Linked DNA regions of Xenopus laevis: region 2 is linked to region 1. The links are chromatin contacts, called in public Hi-C maps. All regions are on one chromosome and are shown on one strand. The core of a region is the stretch at or near the end of the contact, and the rest is flanking DNA. Distances in the headings are between cores, read along the strand shown.

Region 1 (6,996 bases), core at 2,523-5,022:
ATGCTTTGAATCCAGGATTCGGTTCGGGATTCAGCCTTTTTCAGCAGGATTCGGATTCGGCTGAATCCTTCTGCCCAGCCGGACCGAATCCGATTCCTAATTTGCATTTGCAAATTAGGGGCGGGGAGGGAAATTGCGTGACTTTTTGTCAAAAACGAGGAAGTAAAAAATGTTTTCCCCTTCCCAACCGGTTCGGATTCGGTTCGTTATTCGGCCGAATCTTTAGCAAAGGATTCGGGGTTTCGGCCGAATCCAAAATAGTGGATTCGGTGCATCCCTAAATAATCAACTGGTCAAACAAACTTCCACTTTTTTATCCATCGGGCTCGTTTAGTGTAGATAAGGCATTGGATGAAGCCAAATCATTGGCTGGCAAGCTGTCCCTGATTGTGGTTTCACTGGATGGAAGCCGGGACCAGTAAAAACCACAGACAGCGGGTCTGGAATGCTTATTCCACGTCGGCTGTTAAGTTTAAAGGGGTACAACCAGACAGATGTTTTAGAGGCAGGCTGGAAAAAGGCAGAATAGGAAGGCTATATAGTAAAATAAAAATATCATCATAACACAAGATCACGAAGTGATGCTTTGAATGGGTCTGTTTATAATATTCTGAAAGGTACTATTGAGTGAACTTCCCCTTTAAAAGGCACACTACCCTCAACAATTCCTTTGGATGAATATAGGTGCAGTGCTTTATAGGACAAAGTTATATCTGCAAGCAGAGTTGAAAACACCTTTACGGAATCAGGGGAAAGCCCTGCAAGAAGAATGTTTTATACAGCAACCTAATGCTTCTATTATACAAAGGAGCACCATAATAAAATATATTACATGCCGTTAATGCAATTTACAGTTGTGGTCAAAACGCTCAACACTTGTTCTCTGTGCGGGTTTTGCTTCAGTAAATCCCTGTCCCCAAGAACTTACAATCTAATTTTACCGCACGTTAGAAATTTAATTTAAAAAAAACCGGAATGCGTATTTAGCTTTACAGTTCTACATTTGGGATTTCTCCTGGTTGGTGTAATGTGAAAATCAAATCTTATTACTGTACTAAAGAAATAATGTTTATATTTTATCCAATAGGCTGCCATTATTATGTAATAGCGCCAATGACATGTCCATCTGTCACTGCATGTATTACATCACTGACCATGTGACTCACAGTTATGGCAGACGTGGCACGGCCAAACAATAGAAAATAGCCACAGTCATTGGCTTAGTGTCAGCTGATGAACCACATTGGTGATATATAATAGGAATGGTCATATTAATCTACAATTTACATGGATATATACTTATACAATAACATCCTCCAGCAGCTGGAGTCTCAGATATTAGCCTCTCTCTTTATAGACCAACATTTGGTTGATCAAACTAATTCAATACAATACAACATTTGGTTTAGTTTCCCTTAACTACCAACAAAAGGTATATAACACAGCCATCCTGTTATGTGTATATATATATATATATATATATATATATATATATATATATATATATATATATATATATATATATATGTATCGGATCTATATCGGATCGAGCGGATCTTAACACTATATGCCCACCAAAGGCAGGGCAACATCAGGTTAATCTGATCATTTGGCCCTAGGGCCAATCGATCTGATTATAAGAAGGTAATCGGAGCTGACGGGAGGACCGAAAAAAAATTCAATATGGCCGATTTTTGGCCTGATATCGTTTGGAGAGACCCCTCAGAGTGCCCCCTACATGGGCAGATAAGATGCCAAATCAGTCTAAAGGACCAATATTGCAAGCTTTAATCTGCCCGTGTGTAAGCTTTAGGGCAGAGACACACGCTCAGATTCGGGGAGTTTTAATCACCCAGAAATAAATCGCCTCTTCTTCGGGCCAACTAATCTCCCTGAACTGCCTCCCTCCAGCTAGAATCTAAATTGCCGGTGGGGTGGCACTCAGACCACTTTGTTTTCAGAAGTCGCCCGAAGTTTCCTCATGAGGCAACTTCATATAATGGAGTGCTCCAAATGCCATCACGCCAGCAATTTAGATTCTAGCCGGTGGGAGGCAGTTCGGGGAGATTAGTTGGCCCGAAGAAGAGGCGATTTATTGCCAGGCGACTAAATCGGGAGGCTGTTCGGGTAGATAAGTCCACTTCGTTTTCCAAAGTCGTCTGAAGTTTCCTCGTGAGGCAACTTCAGGCGACTCTAGAAAATGGATTGCTCCAAGTGCCATCCCGCCGGTGATTTACAGTAGATTCTAGCCGGTGGGAGGCAGTTCAGGGAGATTAGCCGCCCCGAAGACTAAATCGCCGGCGGGGTGGCACTCAGACCGCTTCGTTTTCCGAAGTTGCCCAAAGTTTCCTCGTGAGGCAACTTCGGGCGACATTAGAAAACGGAGGGATCCGAGTGCCATCCTGCCAGCGATTTCGATTCTAGCCGGCGGGAGGCAGTTCGGGGAGATTATTCGCCCTAAAGAAGTGGAGATTTGTCACTGGGCGACTAATCTCCCCGAATCTAAGTGTGTGTCTCTGACCTTAGTCTTGTATGAAAATAGAATTAAAGGAGTGAAACTGTTTCCTTTTCAAGACTCATTCTGATCTACATACAAATGGGGAAAGAGTCCCTATCCTTTCCTTGAAATGCTTCATCTGGCAGAAACAATTGACTCCTATTGATTATAAGACTCCTTTGTCTGCATTGACACCCCAGTCAGAAGATTAGGGTGCAGGTTTTGATGTTTTTTTTTTATTTTCGATGTGTCCAGTGGCTCCTCCATCACTCGGCACAGCAACGTACACACCTGCAACATATGATTCCATGGAAAGCAATGGTTGTGCACGTGGCTGCTTATCCAGACAATATTTATACTATTAAAACATAGACATGGGGCATGCTGTGATTTCATCCTGCAACTAAATAAACACTTAAATGAGCTTTATTATAGGACCATGATCACCTAACAAATCAGTTTCTCACCATAGTGCCAGCAAGCTCGGCAGAGCTTTACAATAGTATGCCAAACTGCATTATAATGTCCCCATGACTGTGCATGTACATTTTAACATCAAGACAATAAGTTAATGGAAAAGTCGGGGATCAAGGTAATAATAAAATATAAGTAAATGTCAATACAGCATAAAGTTTTAAGAGGAAGATTCTCCCTGCCCCATAGAGCTTACAATCTCAATGCCTATGCCTTATTGCAGTATTTGAAAACATTTTGTAGGCTGTCACCTATTGGCTAATGTCTACCAGGAATCTGTTTATATTATTAGACCCCAATTAGAAGCAGCCAATCACGGTGCGGCACTGTATTCAGCATCAGCTCCCATAACTGTTTTGCATGTGTTCTTGCAGGACCATTCCCCCCATTCTGCCTCAGTGACACCCACCGACACCCTCTGAAAACGATACCCACTCCCAAATCTCGCAGCCCCTACACACGTCGGGACCTACCCATTTTTTTGAAGGTTTTGAGTCCTTGGCTCTTGACGGGCAGCACTTCTTGCTCCAAAACTTCGGGTTCTGGCTTGTACTTCTTCTTCTTCTTTCTGCCCCCACACATGGTGCCAAATACGCTGGGCATCTCTTGCACCCCAATTCCTTACACCCCAATTCCTTACACCCCAATTCCTTGCACCCCAATTCCTTGCACCCCAATTCCTTGCACCCCAATTCCTTGCCTTTGCTCTCACTCTCCTTGTGTGTCTCTTGCTGGTAACTCTGGTGCCTTTGTGTGAGTTCAGCCCCAGTCCTGCCTCCCTCCCTCGCTCCTCCTTGAACACTGATTTTTTTTTCCCACTCTCTGGCAGCTCTGCTTGACCTGGAATCGCATTTCATCACGGAGCTCACTATTTTAAAGTTGCAGAAACGAGAAAATCCTGCTGGTTGGGGATTAGGCGGTTTCAGTGGGTGTGAATAAAGACCGCATAATTATTGATGGGTTAGTACCATCAACAAATAAAAAAGCTGTATATACATTTGTAGTACAAATATAGCCCGCGGTGAAATAGCTATCCTGCATTTTTATAGCGCCGACATATACCGCAGAGCTTTGCGGAGATGATATAGCAGATATACAGTGGAGCTTACAATCTAAGGTCCCTATCATAGTCACATATCAGGGTTCATTACAAAAGAAGCAAATTAAATTGCCTTTATATTCTTGGAGTGTGGGATGAAACTGAGTACAGGTATGGGATCTGTTATCCGGAATCCTGTTCTCCAGAAAGCTCTGAATTATGGGATGGCCATCTCCCATAGACTCACTTTTAATCAAATAATGCACATTTTTCTAAATTCTTTTTTCTCTGTACAGGTTGGGATGCACCAAATCCACTATTTTGGATTCGGCCGAAGCCCAGAATCCTTCTAGAAAGATTAGGCTGAATACCAAACTGAATCCGAATACTAATTTGCATATGCAAATAAGGTGTGGGAAGGGGAAAACATTTTTACTTCCTTGTTTTGGGACAAAAAGTCACGTGATTTCCCTCCCCACCCCTAATTTGAATACGCAAATTAGGATTCAGATTCGGTTCGGCTGAGCAGAAGGATTCGGCTGGGCAGAAGGATTCGGCCGAATCCTGCTGAAAAAAGCTGAATCTAAAATCTATGCAAATTAGGATTCAGATTCGGTTCGGCTGGGCAGAAGGATTCGGCTGGGCAGAAGGATTCGGCTGGGCAGAAGGATTCGGCTGGGCAGAAGGATTCGGCTGGGCAGAAGGATTCGGCTGGACAGAAGGATTCGGCTTGGCAGAAGGATTCGGCTGGGCAGAAGGATTCGGCTGGGCAGAAGGATTCGGCCGAATCCTGCTGAAAAAAGCTGAATCTTGGCCGAATCCTGAACCGAATCCTGGATTTGGTGCATCCCTAGTACAGGTATGGGATCAGTTAACGTAAAAACCCATTATCCAGAAAGCTCCGAATTACGGCAAGCCCATCTCCCATAGATTATCCAAATAATCCAATTTTTTTTAAAAATGATTTCCTTTTTCTGTGTAATAATAAAACAGTCGCTTGTACTTGATCCCAACTAAGAAATAATTAATCCTTATTGGAAGGGAAACCAGCCTATTGGGTTCATTTCATGTTATTGATTTTCTAATAGAATTAAGATATGAATTAATCCCAATAGGCTGGTTTTGCTTCCAATAAGGATTAATTATATATTATCTTGGATCTGTTTTATTAATACAGAGAAAAAGGAAATAAATTCTTTGGGTGAATGGATTTCCTTAATTCGAGTTTTCTGGATAACGGATCTCATACGATCAATGATATTGATGATAATACAGGTGCTGGGAAGGGAGTCCCTCAATTGCGGTCCCAGTGGGCCCCAAAGGCTCAGTCCAACCCTGGACCTAATTCCGCCTGTCCATATTAATATGTGCCACTTAATCTTTGTTATTGTGTATATTCATTTGTACAGGTATGGGATCCGTTATCCAGAAACCCACTATCCAGAGAGCTCCGAATTACGGAAAGGCAGTCTCCCATAGACTCCATAGACTCCCATAGACTCCATTTTATCTAAATAATCCAAAAATAAATAAATAAATAATATATATATATATATATATATATATATATATATATATATATATATATATAAATAATTACCTTTTTCTGTGTAATAATAAAACAGTAGCTTGTACTTGATCCCAACTAAGATATAATTAATCCTTATTGGAAGCAAAAAGTATGAAGATCCAAATTATGGAAAGATCCTTATCCGGAAAACCCCTGGTCTCGAGTATTCTGGATATCAGGTCCCATACCTGTATTTATAACATTGCTTGCCATTGAATTTGTACCATAAGAGTAATGTAAAACACTATCGCACGTTGTATAGAGAAAATAGGACAAACCCTAGTGCTCCCTCCCATGATCAACCCACTCCCCACACCGAATCCAAACAAGCTTTCTGCCTTCCCCCTTACATATATAAATAAAGAAGTATATATAGAAGTAATTATAGAAGTATATATATATATATATATATATATATATATATATATATATACCTCTTGCAACAGAACCAAAAAAAAGCTTATTCATTGCCATGAAAGTTGCCAAACAGGATCGTATCAGGTTGTCTGGTTCAGTTTGTACTGCAAATAACTGATAAGCTGCTAAGAATACTATTGGTTTAGTAGTAGTTTACTGGTAAGACATTGGAGTCAAATGTCATATATTTTGATTGCAAGCTTTCTGTTACGGCTCTTTGAACAAATAAAGGGTTTAAATACATAGGGGCTGATTCACTAAGCTCGAGTGAAGGATTCGAATGAAAAATACTTCGAATTTCGAAGTATTTTTTTGGTACTTCGACCATCGAATTGGTTAAATTCGTTCGAATTCGAACGAAATCGAACGAATCGAACGAAAAATCGTTCGACTATTCGACCATTCGATAGTCGAAGTACTTGCCCTTTAAAAAAAACTTCGACCCCCTACTTCGGCAGGTAAAACCTACCGAAGTCAATGTTAGCCTATGGGGAAGGTCCCCATAGGTTTGCTAATCTTTTTTTGATCGAAGGATTTTCCTTCGATCGTTGAATTAAAATCGTTCGAATCGTTCGATTCGAACGATTTAATCGTTCGATCGAACGAAAAATCCTTCGATCGTTCGATCGAAGGATTAGCGCTAAATCCTTCGACTTCGATATTCGAAGTCGAAGGATTTCAATTCGAGGGTCGAATTTCGAAGTATTTTTAACTTCGAAATTCGACCCTTAGTGAATCTGCCCCATAATGTCAAATAAGGTTGTTCTTGCAACCTGCTGCAATATTGGGGTCTGTGCAATTATTTTAAAGTGCAGACTAGTGTGTCCAACGTGCAGAAAACATGGTGGATTGTGCCTGTTTTTTGCACTTTGCACCCTGTGCTGCACTTAAATGACCCCTCTTAAGTGTCACATGGGAAACTGCCAGTCCTATTGCCAATACAATAAGAGCACAAGCCAGAAAAAGTAGAGCGCTCCCTACAGGTCAGAAAGTTGCACA
Region 2 (6,996 bases), core at 2,189-4,688, 39 kb before region 1:
TTTCTTCAGATAAGTCAATTATGCGGTCCCAGTATGTTTTTATCATGGGGCAATCCCAGAAAATGTGTAGCATTGTGCCTTTGTCTTTGAGGCATCTCCAGCACAAGTCAGAGGTATAGGCGCTTCAATTTTACAGGAGTCCTGTACCAGTTGGTGAGAATTTAAAGGGATCCTGTCATCGGAAAACATGTTTTTTTCAAAACGCATCAGTTAATAGTGCTACTCCAGCAGAATTCTGCACTGAAATCCATTTCTCAAAAGAGCAAACAGTTCTTTTTATATTCAATTTTGAAATCTGACATGGGGCTAGACATATTGTCAGTTTCCCAGCTGCCCCATGTCATGTGACTCGTGCCTGCACTTTAGGAGAGAAATGCTTTCTGGCAGGCTGCTGTTTTAGCTTCTCAATGTAACTGAATGTGTCTCAGTGAGACCTGGATTTTACTATTGAGTGTTGTTCTTGGATCTACCAGGCAGCTGTTATCTTGTGTTAGGGAGCTGTTATCTGGTTACCTTCCCATTGTTCTTTTGTTTGGCTGCTGGGGGGGAAAAGGGAGGGGGTGATATCACTCCAACTTGCAGTAAAGAGTGATTGAAGTTTATCAGAGCACAAGTCACATGACTTGGGGCAGCTGGGAAATTGACAAAATGTCTAGCCCCATGTCAGATTTCAAAATTGAATATAAAAAAATCTGTTTGCTCTTTTGAGAAATGGATTTCAGTGCAGAATTCTGCTGGAGCAGCACTATTAACTGTTCTTTTCAGCTTGTCCCATATTTTTAGTGTATATGTTATCGTGGGGTGGTCCTTGTATAAGAGTCTTCTGTGAACGTTGTCTATCCAGGGGAGGTGTATTAGATAAGTGCTGGTGTCCTGTTGTTCTAATTTGACCCATATTTTGGCCTCAATATGGTGCGACCAGTCAATAATGCGGTTCAGTATTACAGCTTGAGACAGGGGTTTTGGTGATTTTAATAGAGTGAGCCCTAATACATCTTCTAGGCAAAAGGAGCCCTCACTCACATAACTGATTCCAGTACAAACAAAATCTAACAAAATAACTGCCTTTTGCACAAATCCTGCATGTAGAGAGACATGATGACTGGTGAGTTTAATAGAGTGAGCTCTAATACATCTTCTAGGCAAAAGGAGCCCCCCTATAAGATATATTGGATCTAACTGTCAGTGAATATCTGACACCCAACTCCTGAATGAAGAGAGAATGAAGAGAGAAACAGATGCTGAGAGAGGAATAGTGAAGATAAACTTCATTATTTCAGAAACAGTGCAGAATATTTAATTGATTGTATTTAGAAAGTTTCTTATTTCAGTGTGATGAAGCCTATATTAAATGTTCACAATAGTTCCCCTTTAAATGCAACTTTTTAGTGGTATTCCCACAGACCACTTTTCACTCAATAACGGTAGCCTCCTTCTTGAGATCCTTCACAAAATATTGCGCTTTCTGGGAACTGCGCAGAGTTTTGGTGTAAGAGCGGCACTGGCAGTTTGCGGTAATACGATGTTTTAATCCTTAACTAGAACCAAAAAAATGGTAGAGATCAACTTCCTCTGTGTCCACAAGAAACTGCGCTCTAAGAGGGTGGCGCCTGTTCTGATCCGTGAAATCACGCGCCGCGTCAACCTCGAGGGAATCTTCCAGGCCGTCTACACAGCGGGAGTGGTACTGCCCAAACCTGTGGCTACCTGCAGGTACTGCTTTTCTTCTCAATCAGTATATAGCGAACGTTATCTTTGAAGGGCGTTTTTTGCCTATTTCTTCTCCAGTTCTCGGTTGCTGTCCAACATCTGACTGTATAGCAATCAATGCGTTCAGGACGATACCTTAGATCTCTCTATTCTCGCCCTTCTGCCCCTGATTCTACTGATCATTGCCCCCTTTTCTTTACTCGTGTGACTGTATTGCAGGTACTGGCACAGATCGCTTAACCCACGCAAGCTGATCGAGGTGAAATTCTCTCATCTCAGCCGTAACATGACCATGCAAAGAACCATGAAGTTGTACCGGCTGCCTGAGGTTGGTGCCCTAGAACCTGTGTAAAAACAGTGTCGCAAAAGCTACCAAAGCAGTTTATTGCCAATAGATTAACCACAATAATGCAAACTAGGACACTATATTTATTCTGCAGAATGCTTTACCATACCTGAGTAAACCGCTCTAGAAGCTCTCTCTGCTTAGGATAGCAGCTGCAGTATTAGCTTGGTGGGACATGACTTCCTGCCTGAGTCTCTCCCTGCTCACTCATAGCTCTGGGCTCAGATTACAGCAGGGAGGGGAGGAGAGTGACTAGGAGCAAACTGAGCATGCGCAAGCCCTAGCCCTGGAGGTTTAAGCAGAAAACAGTTAGTCTGATACAGAAGCCCATGAGTACACAATAGAAGGAAAGAAATGTGCTGTTTCTTTTGACAGAGGACTCAGAGCAGCATTACTTTGAGGGTTTATTGGTGTATTTATATAGACCTTTCTGATAAAGCTCACTTAGTTTTAGCCTTTCCTTTAAAGGGATACTGTCATGGAAAAACATGTTTTCTTTTCAAAACACATCAGTTAATAGTGCTGCTCCAGCAGAATTCTGCACTGAAATCCGTTTCTCAAAAGAGCAATTATTTAATTTTGAAATCTGACATGGGGCTGGACATATTGTCTGTTTCCCAGCTGCCCCCGGTCATGTGACTTGTGCTCTGATAAACTTCAGTCACTGTTTACTGCACGTTGGAGCAATATCACCCCCCAGCAGCCTAACAACAGAACAATGGGAAGGTAACCAGATAACAGCTCCCTAACACAAGATAACAGCTGCCTGGTAGATCTAAGAACAACACTCAATAGTAAAATCCAGGTCCCACTGAGACACATTCAGTTACATTGAGTAGGAGAAACAACAGCCTGCCAGAAAGCAGTTCCATCCTAAAGTGCTGGCTCTTTCTGAAAGCACATGACAGGCAAAATGACCCGAGATGCACCTACACACCAATATTACAACTAAATACACTTGCTGGTTCAGGAATGACATTTTATATTGTAGAGTGAATTATTTGCAGTGGAAACTGTAATTTAGAAATAAAAACCATGACAGAATCCCTTTAAACAAATAAGCTGCTGTAATAAGGCACATTCAAATAGAATAATGGGTAAATGGGAGGAGCCTGTTTGTATGAGACCCAAGGGCCAAGACTAATGGAAGAATTGTGCCCTTTGCCTTGTAGACTCCTAAAACAAGTGGCCTAAAGCCCATGGAAGTCCGGCACATCCCGGCTGTGCACAAGCTTGTGTCTCAATACCTCTCGCAGTTTAACCTGGCCCCCGCCATGGACGAGGAGGAGGTCCGGCACTGGCTGCTCCCCCAGGAGAACATCATCGACACATACGTAGTGGAGGTATGGACTCTCATCCCCTGGAAATGCCAAATGTGTGTGCCACAGAATGAATGCATTGATGTTTTACCCTCTTACAGACACCAGAGGGCGAGCTGACGGACTTACTGAGCTTCTACACTCTCCCCTCCACCATCATGAACCACCCCACGCACCAGAGCCTGAAAGCCGCCTACTCCTTCTACAACGTTCACACCAAGACTCCTCTGTTGGACCTCATGAATGATGCACTGATTCTGGCTAAATCTGTGAGTGTCCCACTAATGGTCCCAGACAGGACCGCCATTAGAAATCACAGGGCCCTATAAGACAAAATTTCCTGGGCCCCCTGGGCTGCGCCCACCGCGAGCCCCACCTACAGGTCCGCCCTCCCCACCCGACAGGTCCGCCCCCCACCACCAAATATTGGTGGCTAGGGTTCCCACATGTTAATAAAAAGATATTTGTGGTGAGGGCCCCCTATAAAAAAAAAAACATTAGTGGCCAGCCCCCCCCATTAAAAAATATTGGTGGCTAGGACCCCACATGAGAAAAAAAAATTTTTGGCCAAAATTGGTGACCAGGCCCCCCCCCCCCACACATTATAAGAAAATTGGTGGCCGGGGCCCCTTAAATGTCCATGCCTTCCCGAAGTCAGCAGCTCTCAGAAAGGTGGGGGGCCCGGTTAATCAAGTAAGTGTGGCCTGGCCGGGCCCCCCTTATCCTCGGGCCCCCTACAACTCTCCCCCCTGTCCCCCCCTGATGGCTGCCCTGGTCCCAGATAATGAATCAATCTAGGGATTGGCATCTAAACTAGGGATTTGGCCTTTTTCAGCAGGATTTGGATTTGGCTGAATCCTTCTGCCCGGCCGAACCGAATCCGAATTTGCAAATTAGGGGCGGGGAGGGAAATCACGTGACTTTCTGTCACAAAATAAGGAAGGATAAAATGCTTTCCCACCTCTAATTTGTATATGCAAATTAGGTTTCGGTATTCGGCTGAATCTCTTGCGAAGGATTCAGGGGTTTAGTGGAGTCAGTTCATCCCTAATATAAACCCTGGTGTGTGTTTTGTTTTTTTTTAATTTCTTTTACAGAAAGGGTTTGATGTGTTTAATGCCCTTGACCTCATGGAGAACAAAACCTTTTTGGAGAAGCTAAAGTTTGGTATTGGGGATGGAAATCTGCAGTATTACCTGTATAATTGGAAATGTCCCAGCATGGGGTCTGAGAAGGTGAGTCGCACCCTTAGATGGGCAAGCTGATGTGTAACAATGGAGGCAGCCATTCATGCTGGAGAAAAGATACAGGATACACAGCATATAACAGATAAAACACCACTGTATTCTAGAGGGTTTATCTGTTATGTGCTATGTGTATCCTGTGTTTGAATGGCTGCCCCCATGGCTACACATCAGCTTGTTTATATAAACTATAGTAGTACTTATCTGTTATCTACTGTGTATCCTGTGCTTGAATGGCTGCCCCCATGGCCACACATCAGCTTGTTTATATAAACTATAGTAGTACTTATCTGTTATCTACTGTGTATCCTGTGCTTGAATGGCTGCCCCCATGGCTACACATCAGCTTGTTTATATAAACTATAGTAGTACTTATCTGTTCTCTACTGTGTATCCTGTGCTTGAATGGCTGCCCCCATGGCTACACAGCAGCTTGTTTATATAAACTATAGTAGTACTTATCTGTTCTCTACTGTGTATCCTGTGCTTGAATGGCTGCCCCCATGGCTACACAGCAGCTTGTTTATATAAACTATAGTAGTACTTATCTGTTCTCTACTGTGTATCCTGTGCTTGAATGGCTGCCCTCATGGCTACACAGCAGCTTATTTATATAAACTATAGTAGTACTTATCTGTTATCTACTGTGTATCCTGTGCTTGAATGGCTGCCCCCATGGCTACACAGCAGCTTGTTTATATAAACTATAGTAGTACTTATCTGTTATCTACTGTGTATCCTGTGCTTGAATCCCATGGCTACACAGCAGCTTGTTTATATAAACTATAGTAGTACTTATCCGTTATTTACTGTGTATCCTGTGCTTGAATGGCTGCCCCCATGGCTACACAGCAGCTTGTTTATATAAAGTTTCTGAAGCAAATAGACCAGTGCAGGTGAACAGTGCATTATATTTGAATTATTTGATACACTTTAATACTTTGGTGTTACTGTTCCTTTAAATCATGGGTTCAAGCCCTACAATAGTAGCTAAAGATCTCAATGTAGAAGCTCAAGGTGATCTCTATATTCTTCTCTTTGCAGGTGGGTCTGGTTCTACAGTAATCCACGTCCCCTTTTCCCCCACGTCTGAAGTGGATTAGGAATTCTCTGCGCTGCCGACTGCTCCCCATGGGGCCACAGGAGAGTCCGATCTTGGAACCGAGAAGTTTATTGATTCTGGAGCACATCCTACTGTATTGGGGTGCAGGAATGGGGATAGGGAGGGGCAGAGGGGGTTGTTCCCTCCTCCTATAGATTTGGTTTGTTTTCTGGAATTTCTATCACCACTCCAACCCCTGCTGTGAATACGACTGCTCCCATTTTCCCTCCCCCGGCTGATTTGAGGCGTCATGGCTGAATATTAAAGTGTATATTATATAATATATATATAATATATGTACATTGGTGCCTGTGCTTGATCTCGTGACTTACAACGTTTCTAAAAGGTCGCCATGTCCTAAAATCGAAATGAACCTGTGGCAGCCATATTGAAGGGGGCGTGGCCTGCTACCCAGAGTGGGGGTTGCTTAAAATAAATCGCGTTTTAAAATGTTTGCTTTTTTTTTTTTTATTAAGTTAAATGCTTGTTACTAAATAAATGATGAACATTTGCATTGCAAAGTCCTCTTCTGATCAGACACGGCGTATATATAAATCTAAAGCATTCGTTCTGTGTACTTGCCCAGTCGCTATTAAAGGAACAGTAAACCTTAGACTGGACCTGCGCCTATTGCATTAATCCCACTCAAAGCCAATGGGCGGTTAATTAAATATTTTTTTCAGTACAGGGCTTTTAGATCAGTTCAGCTTGCAATCTAACTCATTCACACACACACACACTATGGGCCATGTGGGAAGAAAATTGGAAAACGGGAAAATACCCAGAGTCCTGCATGGAACCGATTTCTATGACCCGAACCTGCAGCCCGCAACCTGAACTGCGACCTGCATATTTACCCACTTTGAACCGCTACGCGACCCGGACCTTCAACTGCCTTACCCAGTGTCGGACTGGGATGCCAGGGGCTCACCAGAGACATTGGGCTGAGGGCTCACTTTCCAAACTACTAGACCTCCTCTCCTTACTCAACCTCTTTATTCTCCTGGTCTCTATATAATATACTCTATTCTTTCATTATTTAGCCTCTTTCTCATAAATAAATAAGGAATGACCATATATACCTGGGCCCACCGGAATTTTTCCTGGTATACCGATGGGCCAGTCCGACACTGACTTCAGCCAAACGAAATGCAGATGCACACCTGGTCCCTCTTTCAACGTTCACGGTGCATGGATCATAGGAGGACGGCACCCCCAACGAAAGGTACGTAATAATTAATCCAGCACACGAAGTTTGCTCAAGGGTTATTACCC

Evidence for each region. Hi-C and Micro-C count contacts between places; a contact is called where the count stands out from the background.
Region 2: a contact with region 1 is called in a Hi-C map of the XL177 cell line, with 4 times the contacts expected there. The contact joins the enhancer-like site here to the promoter of plcd3.S in region 1. A contact is called at or near these places in 2 of 4 Hi-C or Micro-C datasets (the XL177 cell line and the XTC cell line).

What each region holds. Positions count from the first base shown.
Region 1 is chr9_10S:5,573,782-5,580,777 of Xenopus_laevis_v10.1, reverse strand. plcd3.S (1-phosphatidylinositol 4,5-bisphosphate phosphodiesterase delta-3) reads right to left here and starts at 3,772. Exons shown (of 15, transcript XM_041578601.1): 1 at 3,445-3,772. The coding sequence starts at 3,574.
Region 2 is chr9_10S:5,611,958-5,618,953 of Xenopus_laevis_v10.1, reverse strand. It overlaps LOC108702554 (glycylpeptide N-tetradecanoyltransferase 1), which reads left to right. Exons shown (of 12, transcript XM_041578888.1): 7 at 1,543-1,713; 8 at 1,930-2,038; 9 at 3,229-3,399; 10 at 3,477-3,644; 11 at 4,473-4,610; 12 at 5,664-6,235. The coding sequence ends at 5,684. Among protein-coding and RNA genes, the nearest start is that of cdc27.S, 12 kb to the left of the region's middle. Within about 2 kb of position 3,438, at least 1 of the 7 cell types and tissues checked has an H3K27ac peak or open chromatin away from gene starts, as enhancers often do.